Regions from separate parts of the Mus musculus genome. Here region 1 is linked to region 2. Evidence: chromatin contacts called from public HiChIP or PLAC-seq data. All regions are on one chromosome and are shown on one strand. The core of a region is the stretch at or near the end of the contact, and the rest is flanking DNA. Distances in the headings are between cores, read along the strand shown. Region 1 holds the start of BC147527 (cDNA sequence BC147527). Region 2 holds the start of Zfp131 (zinc finger protein 131).

Region 1 (5,210 bases), core at 475-2,974, 510 kb after region 2:
GGGTTGGAATAACTAGGGTCCCTCATCTGCCTGAGGAGAAGGGGAGGGGAGAAGAATTGTGGGATGGTGTGACCATGGTGGGGGAATCAGTGAGTGGGATGTAAAGTGTATAAATAAAACAGAATAATAATAAAATCAAATTTAAATTCTGAGTTGCCATGGTCATGGTGTCTCTTCCTTCACAGCAATGAAACCCCAATGTAGTATTCTTTTGCATATTGATATAAAATGCCTTATATATGTGAAACTTAAATATATATCCAGGATAGTTTTAACCTATGCCCGTCCCCTCCAATTAACTGCCAACTTAAGAGAATTACTATGAAGGCTGAAGAGAGAAGAATGTATTTGAGATGACTGTATTTGTTTCTGTCCCAAGGTGGAGACACTGAAGACCTCCCATTCCATTTCTGATGCAGTTTGCCAACATCTCCTTCCATGACCAGAATGTGGAGTGCAGGGCAGAAGGACCACTGCCAGCCTCCTGACTAATGCCTGGCATGGTAATAGAATGCAGCGTTTCTGAAAGAATAGAGCATTTTCCCAATGATATAGGAAGTGACTTATCATCCAAAGGTCCACCGAAGTGTGTGTGTGTGTGTGTGTGTGTGTGTGTGTGTGTGTGTGTGTGTAGCTGGTGTGAGTTGCTGTGGTCTCTCCCACTGTCTCTCCAGCCATGGCCTTTGTGCAGAGTATAAACTCCTCTCCTCCCTTCCCTGACTCAGCTCTCAGGCTACAGCCAACCCTGCAATGGTGGTCCTGAGTCTATGCCTCCAGCCCTAAGGTCCTTATGTCTATTTTAGTCCTGCTTCCACTTTTCTCACTGCAGCTCTCATATCCTGTTTCTGTTCACACACACTGACTCTTGTAACAGAAAGAGCTGGGGTTTTTCTGCTCAATGTATCTTGTGTAAAGAGGTTCTGCCATGCCCTTCTGTGTGGCTTATCTCCACATGTGTTGTGACCTCGTTCATTACAGTAACAACATTTTAAAGTCATTACTTGAATATGACAGTATCTCTATCACAGAAAACTCCACTGCCTGCTTCCAGGACAAAAAGGAGGAGCCAAGCTGCCAGGATTGCTGTGGACTGTGCAAGAATCAGTTGCCCACAATGCAGCTGTCATCCAATTATAAATCTCCTAACACCTGGGTAGCAAGGCACAGGCCATGGCTGAAGGTTTTCCCAGGTGGGACACAAACAGGCTGAGCCTCTGTGGCTCTCCCTGCTCTATCAACCTCACAGACAGGTAACTGGGGTCCACAGCACAGACACAATATTCAGCAGGAGGAGGTAAATTGCTAAGATCTCCTGTATCTCCATCTTCTGCAGTTTCTGTTAAGTTTTTCTGTATTACAAAGTTCAGGACAGCTGTGCTTGCTTAGCAGCTTGGTGTGCAAGGGCAAGGCCTCCTGCAGCCAGCTGGCTCTGCATTTTAAAAGTCTACCAGCTAGCTAAACACAGCCAATTCTTGGTGGCCAACCCTCCACCCAACACAAAAAACCGCAGGCATGCTGGGGGTGGGGTGGGGAACAGTTTAAGTTGTATCATTGCTAAAAACTGAAAGCAAACCTGGGTGCAGAAGAGGAAATGGAGATCCTGTCAGCAGCCAAGAAAAAGAAACTAATGCAGACCATGGCTGAGCAGATGTAGAAGAACCCAGAAAATGCAGGGACAGCATAGTGAGCTGTGGTGGATTACTGAGGAAGGTACTGGTCTGGATGCAGAGCACCTGGGACACAGCTCCCTGAGGACGACTTTGGACTGGTCCCTGTTTGACCTGGATTTAGGGGGACTGGGTTCCTCTGCAGCCTGCCCACCACTGTCAGGGATTGACTGAAAACACACAGCCAAGTCTTGACACCACTGAGCTGCCTCCTTTCTAGCTGTGCTCACCTGAGTCACCCTGGCTCCTGAAAACCTCTTGCATCCAGCAAAGTGGAAGTGCACTCGGTAGGCTCAGAAAACTTGCAGAAACTTGGAGGCCCAGCCCAAGAGGAATTGGTGGCCATTTACTGACCGAAATCTACCCCACCTAGTACCCACTGGCTTCCATCTGAGACCCTGGGAGCTGGGAGAATTTGATCTCCATCCTGGATGAATGTTAATTCCAGATCCTTGGGGGCGGGGAGGATATGTGGTGGGTGGATGGGTGGATGGGTGGATGGGTGGATGGGTGGATGGGTGGATGGGTGGATGGGTGGATGGGTGGATGGGGGATACAGAAAGGGATGTCAGTAAGATCAACAGCAATCCACACAGTAAATACCTTGTATTTGTTTGCTTTACTCAGGATTTCTCCTGACTGGGTAATCACACTCCAGGAAGTATCCGGACCTAGAAGCATGTGGTACCCCTCTGGCGAGGGCCAGGTTATGAAGGACAATCCTTGTTCACGAAGTATGGCAACTGAACACCCAGCAGGGCTCTTGAACTAGTCAAGAAAATGGGACTGAATTTCCCAACAGGAGCTGCAAAGTGACTGGGTGTGTGCAGCCGCAGAATCAATCTCATCTCTGCCAAGACCCAGCTTCTGATTCAGGATCCTGAACCTCAGAAGGAACTAAGTAATTCTCTTGGTGTAGACATTGAACACTGGTCCTGGGTAAGTGTTGGAAGACTCACCCCATGTTTAAATTTTAAACTTTAAGAACTTCCTTGTCCTATAGTTAAACTTTCAATTGAATCCTTAAGTTTGTTCTTCTTTGTGACAGTACCATACCTTAGTACAAATTTCAACAAAAAGTGTCAGTTTTCATCTAAACATGATTTTGAAGCTCCCTTATAAAAGAAAATACATATGCTTTGTGATCATGGCTAGTGAGTCTGTCTTAAGAGGCAGACACACTCACTAGGAAGAGGACAGTGTTTAATGCAGAGGATGAACATTCATTCAAAGCATTGACTCTCCACAAACAACGCTGCCTTTGAAGACAACCAAGAATTGATTTATGAAACTGGCTTTAGTTAGAAGACTGAGTCTGAATTAAAAAGAATGTGTTTTTATTTTTATTTGAGATATGCTCTCTCTCCATAGCCCTGGCTGTGCTGGTAGCAGCTATGTATCCAGGCTGGCCTTCCACTCAATGAGTTTCGTCTGCTGCCTGTGGGGCCCTTGAATTAAAAGTGTGTACCACCAAGCCTGCCTCAAAAGTTTGATTTCCTTAAAAGTTTGGAACTTTTGAAATTAAAATTTAAATAGCTATTATCCTGTCTTACTTCCCCCTTCCTGCATCCCCTTCTATGTGTCCCTGTGGTCACAGCCTCTCTTTCTGTATTTGCAGCATGTATGTGTTATTTTCTGTGTATGTGTGTGTATATGTGTGTTTATGTGTGTATTCCTACACACATACAAATACAATCTGATTAGTCTGCACAATGTCCCTAGTGTGTACATGATTTCAAGGCTAAGTACTTCTTATTGGGTAACCAATTTGGGAGCTCTTCCCTGGGAAAGAGGGTTTCTCTTGCTCTCAGATTACTTGTGCTTTTTTTGTTTGTTGGTTAGTTGATTATCTGATAGGTTTGTTTGTGTGTTTGTGGTTGGTGTTGCTTATGTCATTCAAGACACAGTTTCTGTGTGTAGTCCTCCATGTTCTGAACTCACTGTGTAAACCAAGCTGACCTCAAACTCAAGAGATCACCCTGCACCTGGGAATGTGGTGCAAGTCTTTGGTCCCAGCACTCAGGAGGCAGAGGCAGCTGAGTTTTGAGTAGTAGGCTACCCTGCTCTACCAAGTGAGTTCTAGGATAGTCAGGGATACATAGAGAAATCCTGTGTGGAAGTCTGGGAGACAGAGACAGAAGGGGTAAGACAGGGGAAGAGGGGGAGAGAGGAAAAGAGAAAGTATACCTCTGCCTCCCTAGTGCTGGGATTGAAGTTATGTACCACCACAGCACAGTTACCCTCAGACTTCCAGTCTTGCCTATTTTGTTGTTGTTGTTGTTGTTGGTTGGTTGATTGGGGTTTTTTGTTTTGTTTTGTTTTGTCTAAGGCTCAGGCCTCATTGGCTCCCTCACTTCCAGTCTTTGTGTCTATTGGTGTTCTCCTCTCCAGTCTCCATGTTGGCAGTCACATCGCTGAGACTTCAGTGGTATAGAAAAAAGTGAATTTATATTATAAAAAACTACTTTAATAAAGTGGTGGAATTTTTTTGTTCTTTTGTTTCATAAATGATTGACTCTTCATTCAAAAACTCACTTTTTATTGAACAAATCAGGTTTTGTTTAAAGTTTCGGGTTTTTTTTTTACATGAAGGGTTGACTCTACATTAGATAGATTAGTCATTTATTCAATTGATGAATATTTTTGTACAAGTTCAACATTTATTTAAGAATGAACTTAAAGATAACTCCAGAAATTAGTGATTGACAACCATGTTAGTGAAGCCAGCTAAAAGTTTTAAGTCCTTTTTATTGATGGTAAAATAGAGAACAGTTTTGTCACTCTGAAAAGTTGATGAAAACCAAGCTCAGAGGTACAAAGTTTTTAAAGGCAGAACCACAAATTAGCATCAAATTTAGATAATAATCAGGGAAAACTTCAAACATTCATTGGCATAATTTTCTCAGTTTGTTTTACCTTTATCTTTCTTATTAATTTAAGTTATGTTATTTCTTTTGGTGACTGCCTACATCTGGACCGTGATAAGGGCCAAGGAATCTCAAATGTGTGCACATTGGAGGTTGGGGTAGAGGACTGAGAAATGTCTGGGCAAACAAAATTGAGTCAGAATAGGGTGGTGGGTGAGATCTGAGCTATTTCAGACTCCATTAATGAGACTGACGAATCATGAGCATGACTGATTGGTTCTTACAGAATCAACATTTATTTACAGCCTTTAAATTTGAAAAGCCGATTTTTATGAAAATTTTAGCCTTTATGAGAAGAACCAGTTTCTCATTTAGATCATGAAGGCAAGAGAAGTATGGGGTGAATTTACATTATTGATTCAATATATTGTTAAACTGGCTTCCCTTGGATTATCTGTTTAACTTTACACACTAGCACATAAAAACCCAAAGGACACAATTTTTCTTCAGACCTTGGTTGTCTCCATTTTCTAGATCAGCATAGTGTCCCAAGAGACACCATCAAAAGGTGAAAGCAAGTGTCTTGAAGCAAGATACTGCATCCTGGATCAAGGACCAGAATCACTTGAGAATGGAACTGTGCACCTGAACAATGGAGGTTTCCTGAAGTCACATT
Region 2 (4,708 bases), core at 280-2,779:
GCATCAGCTGTTCTCCCAGGGAAGCCGGGTTCAATTCCCAGCACCCACAAGGCAGCACACAACTGTCTGCAATTCCAGTTCCAAGGGACTTGACACACTCTTCTGACCTCCTCGAACACCTGTCATGGAAGTGGTGCACATATATACGTGTGCAGGCAAAACACTCGTACACAGAAAATAAAATGAAATAAAAGTTCTAAATATGACAGTGCAAAAGTTCACGTATCATTTAGAAAGGGGTGGGGGAGTACAAAGCCAGTGTGTTTGGTACAGGAAATTTTTCAATATGCCTAATATAGCTGTAGGCACAACACACCTACAAACTTTCATTATAAGGAACATCTTGTCTAGAAAGCCAATGTTCACTAAAAGGAACCCTAATCTGGATTTGCCTATACAAGCACGACTAGCAGATTCCCAATTTATTTTTTAGTCACTCACAGTGGGTATGAGTGTAGCCCCAATGAGTGTAGGTGGTTTCTCATCCACTTTCCTTTCCACACCATTTTGGAAAACTAGAATGAAAACTTCCCAAATGATTCTTGTGCTGGACTCCTCAAAGCAGCTTGCTAAGAACGGGCTTATTAACAAAAAACACTGAGACCGCCTCCTTGTTGCCTCCTTGTCTGACCAAACGTTTTGAGGTATCTTCTCTCTCTCCTCCGGGCACCTATCTAACGAGTGTGCAATTATAAAACTTGAGCATGCAGCAAGAAGTTAAAATGTGATGATGCATATCAGACTAGGAGATTAAAATCCAGACTAGCCAACCAGCTTTCTGCGGCATGGTCTACGTGAGCAGCACTGACAGGCGCCCTCCCGGGTCTGATGCAAACCCTCCACCGACTTTGGAAGAGAGCCCGGAGAGGGTGGGTACAAAAAGGCGGGCAGCGAGAGAGAACTGAAGCTCCCCATTTTTCCTCCTCTGCCCACTACCCCGACCCACCGTCGACAATCAGGGTGATGTCCGTAAACCGGTCCTGCTCCCGTTGTTCATTCAATCGGTCCAAGATCATTTTATGATGTTCAGGAAACTCCTGAAGGCATTCCATCGTCTCTTCAGCCTCCATGGCCGTCGGGGTGCTCTACAAAAGAGGAGCATGATAATGTACACCCATGAGCTCGGGCTGACACAAAACCCCTACAACAAGAAACCAAACCAAAACCCAGGTGCCGGGTGGAGGGGGAGAGAAGGGGGAGGGGGAGGCCGAGAGCAAGGCTGGGGAAGAAGAAAGGCGAGCCAGCCGAGCGGCCGCCGCGCGTCGCGGGCCGGAGCCGCGGCCGCGGAACTCCGAGCCTGACCTAATCGGAGCCTGGAGACGCGAGCTGGAGCGGGGTGGGCACAGTGCCGGGAGGCTCAGGGACGCCCGGGAGCGCAAGTCCGGCCGGGGAGGACCCCGAACAGCCTCGGCGGCCTCCCAACGGCCCGCCGAGCCTTCCGCCCGGCCCAGGCTGCGGCGGCCCCGGCCCCGGTCCGGCCCGCGGCCCACAACGACTCCCCGGGTCGCCTCTCCCTCCGGCGCCTCTCCCTCCTCTACCCCCCCCCCCCCCCCGCCCCGACCCGGCCGGCACTCACTCAGGGAAGGAGGAGCGGCCCGGGGCCTGCGCGTCACTTACGTCGACGTGCTGCGTCACCACGCCGGACGCGGACGCACCCGGAGCGCCAATCCCTGCGAAGCCTGGCCACGCCCCTGGGGCCCAGTAAGGAGGGGAGGGGGGAGGGAGCCCCCCCGGGGGGGATTCGGGGCTCCCCGCGCGGCGCTTCGAAGGCTTCCGTGGGCTCTGCTGCGGCTTCTCCCAGTAGAGCAAGGCAGTCTGAGCACCGGGAAGGCTGAGGCCCTGGCGACGCTGCGCTCCGGCAGCCAGCCCGCCCCCACCGGGCCCGTAGCTGCACTTCCGATCGCGAACTCCCGGTGGAATACCGGCTCGGCGGCCCGGGACGCTTATATCCCGCGGCCCCGCCCCGCCCCGCCCCCTTTCCGGAGCGGAGGTGGGCCCTTACCCTTACCTAGCTGGCGCCGGGGCCTCGTGCCTTTCTTTCCACGCTCTCTAGTCCCGTGGCGCAGCTGCTCGGGTACCCAGGCAGCTCCTCGCTCTCCATCTTCACCTCCGCGGCAGGGACGCTCGGACGATCAGCTAGGGGTCCCGCCGACGCACTTGCGCCCTGGGCTCGGCGGCCGCGGGGACGAGCAGGCTCCGGCGCCGGGGATCTCTATTTCTCTCTCTGTCCCCGATGTCTGCCCGGCGGTGGCAGCACGTGCCTGCAGACTCACCAACCCGGTCAGCCTGCAGAGATCCAGTTGTGATTCCTTCATCCCAGCTCTCCGCACCCGCCCCTAAAGTGGCTGGGGACTGCCACTCAGTTGCACGTGGCCGGCTCACTCATTCATCCCAAGAAAGGCTCGTCTGAGGGCAATGCTCTGATAGTTAATGGGTACTGATCGGTAATCTCAATGAGTTGGACAATAAAGACTAATGGAAAGTCCAGTCCTGTGCGAGAGTGGATGTATTCACTTCAAAAGTTTTTGAGGCAATGCCATTGTAATTGTTTTAATTGTAATTGTTTTAAGAAACGGGGGGGGGGGGGCGCGGAATTGGGCGAGAACACGCGCTTTCTACATTCAGACTTTAGTCTGAGCGGAGGTTCAGGTCTGAACAGCAGGTCGGTATTACGAACAAGGTAATCTGGAGAGTCCAACAAAGCGGTGTGAGTTGGAGCCAGACATAACACAGCACATGCAGCCTTGAAGGTCACAGTGTTCCTTTTGCTGGGACAGGCACGCGACAGCCTTAAGGGTCCAAGATATCCGATCTTTTTAACATTTTAGGAGTGGAATCCTTAAAGTCCAGCAGGAAGAGAATGGAGATAATCATTATGAGGGGGCAACTAAGTAGACACGATGATGTCAACGAAGTATTTAGCTATATGAACCTCTTTAGGGGAAAGCGCTAAAGCATTAAAGTGTGTGGATAATTTATGAAGAATCTTCGAGAGTGACGGATTAGCGCCTTGTAGATTGAACTGGTCTGCTGTATGTTTTTAGTATTAGGATTGTTGTTATTACACCCATTAAATTTTTTTTCTAAACTGGGCAGTGGTGGCACACGCCTTTAATCCCAGCATTTGGGAGGCAGAGACAGGCAGATTTTGAGTTCGAGGCCAGCCTGGTCTACCAAGTGAGTTCCAGGACAGCCAGGGCTATACAGAGAAACCCTGTCTCGGAAAAACAAAAAAAAAAAAAAAAAAAAAATTCTAGATTAATGTATATAATTGTTTTGTCTGCATGTACATATGTGCACCATGCGTGTGCCTCTTGCCAGAACTGGAGATACAGATGCTTATGAATTACCACATGGATTATGGAAATGGAAGAGCAGCAAGTTTCTCTTTAATCGCCAGCCCATCGCTCCAGCCCCTATTCACACTATTTCTTAGGACAAGAAATTACATATAAAAATAAGCTTTGGGGGAAACTCCAGGATGGAGGGCTGCTTCCCTGTATGTTTGAGTTGGTTAAGTGGAAGACATTTCTGTTTTAGAATTTGAGCTTCCCAACACAACACTTTCCATGACCCTGCTCCTAACATTTATTTATTTATTTATTTATTTATTTATTCATTCATTCATGTATTTAAAGGGTCTCACTATGTAGCCCTGACTGGCCTGGGATTTGATATGTAGACTAGGATGACCTCAAACTCACAAATCTACCTTCCTCAGCCTCCCTAGCACTGGCATCAAAGGCCTGCTCCTTTGTGTCTGGCCATAACATTCATTTTTGGATATTTGCCTAGTCGGAAGTTTGAAGCTTCTGTGCATAAAGCATCCAAGTGGAAGCAACAATGTTTATCCCTTGGAAAGTATCTGTTTATATACTTGAAAAAAAATGTTGAAAGGGCCAAGAAAGTGCAGCAAGAGGAAGGTGGGAAAACAGATAAGAAGGACATGAGAGAAGGGTGTTTCTAAAGCGGAAGGCTGGCTACTGGGGATGTCTCAATCGCCAGAAACCCACATAAATGCCAAGAGGATGTGGCGTCCCTCCTGTAATTCCAGACTTGCAAAGCAAAAATGGGATTCCCACAGTGGGCTGTTTAGCAAGACTAACCTTATCAGCAAGTTTTGGGCTTGATTAAGAGATGAATAAGGTGGAAGAGGGACGGAATGTGATTCCTCACATGAGCAGGGGTGCCCACACATGTGCAAAGAACAATACAGTGGGGCCAGGGCACACAAGAGCTGTTCATCTGTGCCAAAAGTACAGATACCAGCAAAGTCCAACTCAACACATGCACTCTCAGGTGTCTCAGTTAATTGACGCCCTTTTCAGGCAGCTCAGCTAGATTCTGCTTCTCTCCGGCATCTTTGCTTGCTTCCTCCGAGAGGGCCTCTCAGCTTTTATTATTTACGCTGTCAGGAAGGGGCCTAGTGAGGAAAGTGATCTTTTTCAGAGATGCTCTCTTGAGCTGTTTACCTTCCTGCTCGAGGTAGAGATGTTTCTTTCTTTTCTTTTTTCTTTTTCCTTCTCACTCAGACCTGGCTTGTTCCGGCCCAAAGATTGATTGATTGATTGATTGATATGTAAGTACATGTAGCTGTCTTCAGACACACCAGAAGAGGATGTCAGATCTCATTACAGATGGTTTTGAGCCACCATGTGGTTGCTGGGGTTTGAACTCAGGACCTCTGGAAGAGCAGTCAGTGCACTAA

What was found. HiChIP or PLAC-seq counts read pairs in DNA pulled down with a chosen protein or histone mark.
Region 1: a contact with region 2 is called in an H3K4me3 HiChIP or PLAC-seq map of bone marrow-derived macrophages, with 4 times the contacts expected there. The contact joins the promoter of BC147527 here to the promoter of Zfp131 in region 2. A contact is called at or near these places in 2 of 115 datasets of contacts at active chromatin or transcription factors (bone marrow-derived macrophages and pro-B cells) and 1 of 9 other capture datasets (pancreatic islet).

What each region holds. Positions count from the first base shown.
Region 1 is chr13:120,298,668-120,303,877 of GRCm38.p6, forward strand. It overlaps BC147527 (cDNA sequence BC147527), which reads left to right and starts at 1,725. Exons shown (of 5, transcript NM_001037925.2): 1 at 1,725-1,954; 2 at 2,295-2,606; 3 at 5,069-5,210.
Region 2 is chr13:119,789,203-119,793,910 of GRCm38.p6, forward strand. It overlaps Zfp131 (zinc finger protein 131), which reads right to left and starts at 1,530. Exons shown (of 8, transcript NM_001302548.1): 1 at 1,303-1,530; 2 at 947-1,085. The coding sequence starts at 1,070. Gm46390 reads left to right here and starts at 1,069. Exons shown (of 2, transcript XM_017315657.1): 1 at 1,069-1,080; 2 at 1,171-2,487. The coding sequence starts at 1,069. The coding sequence ends at 2,340.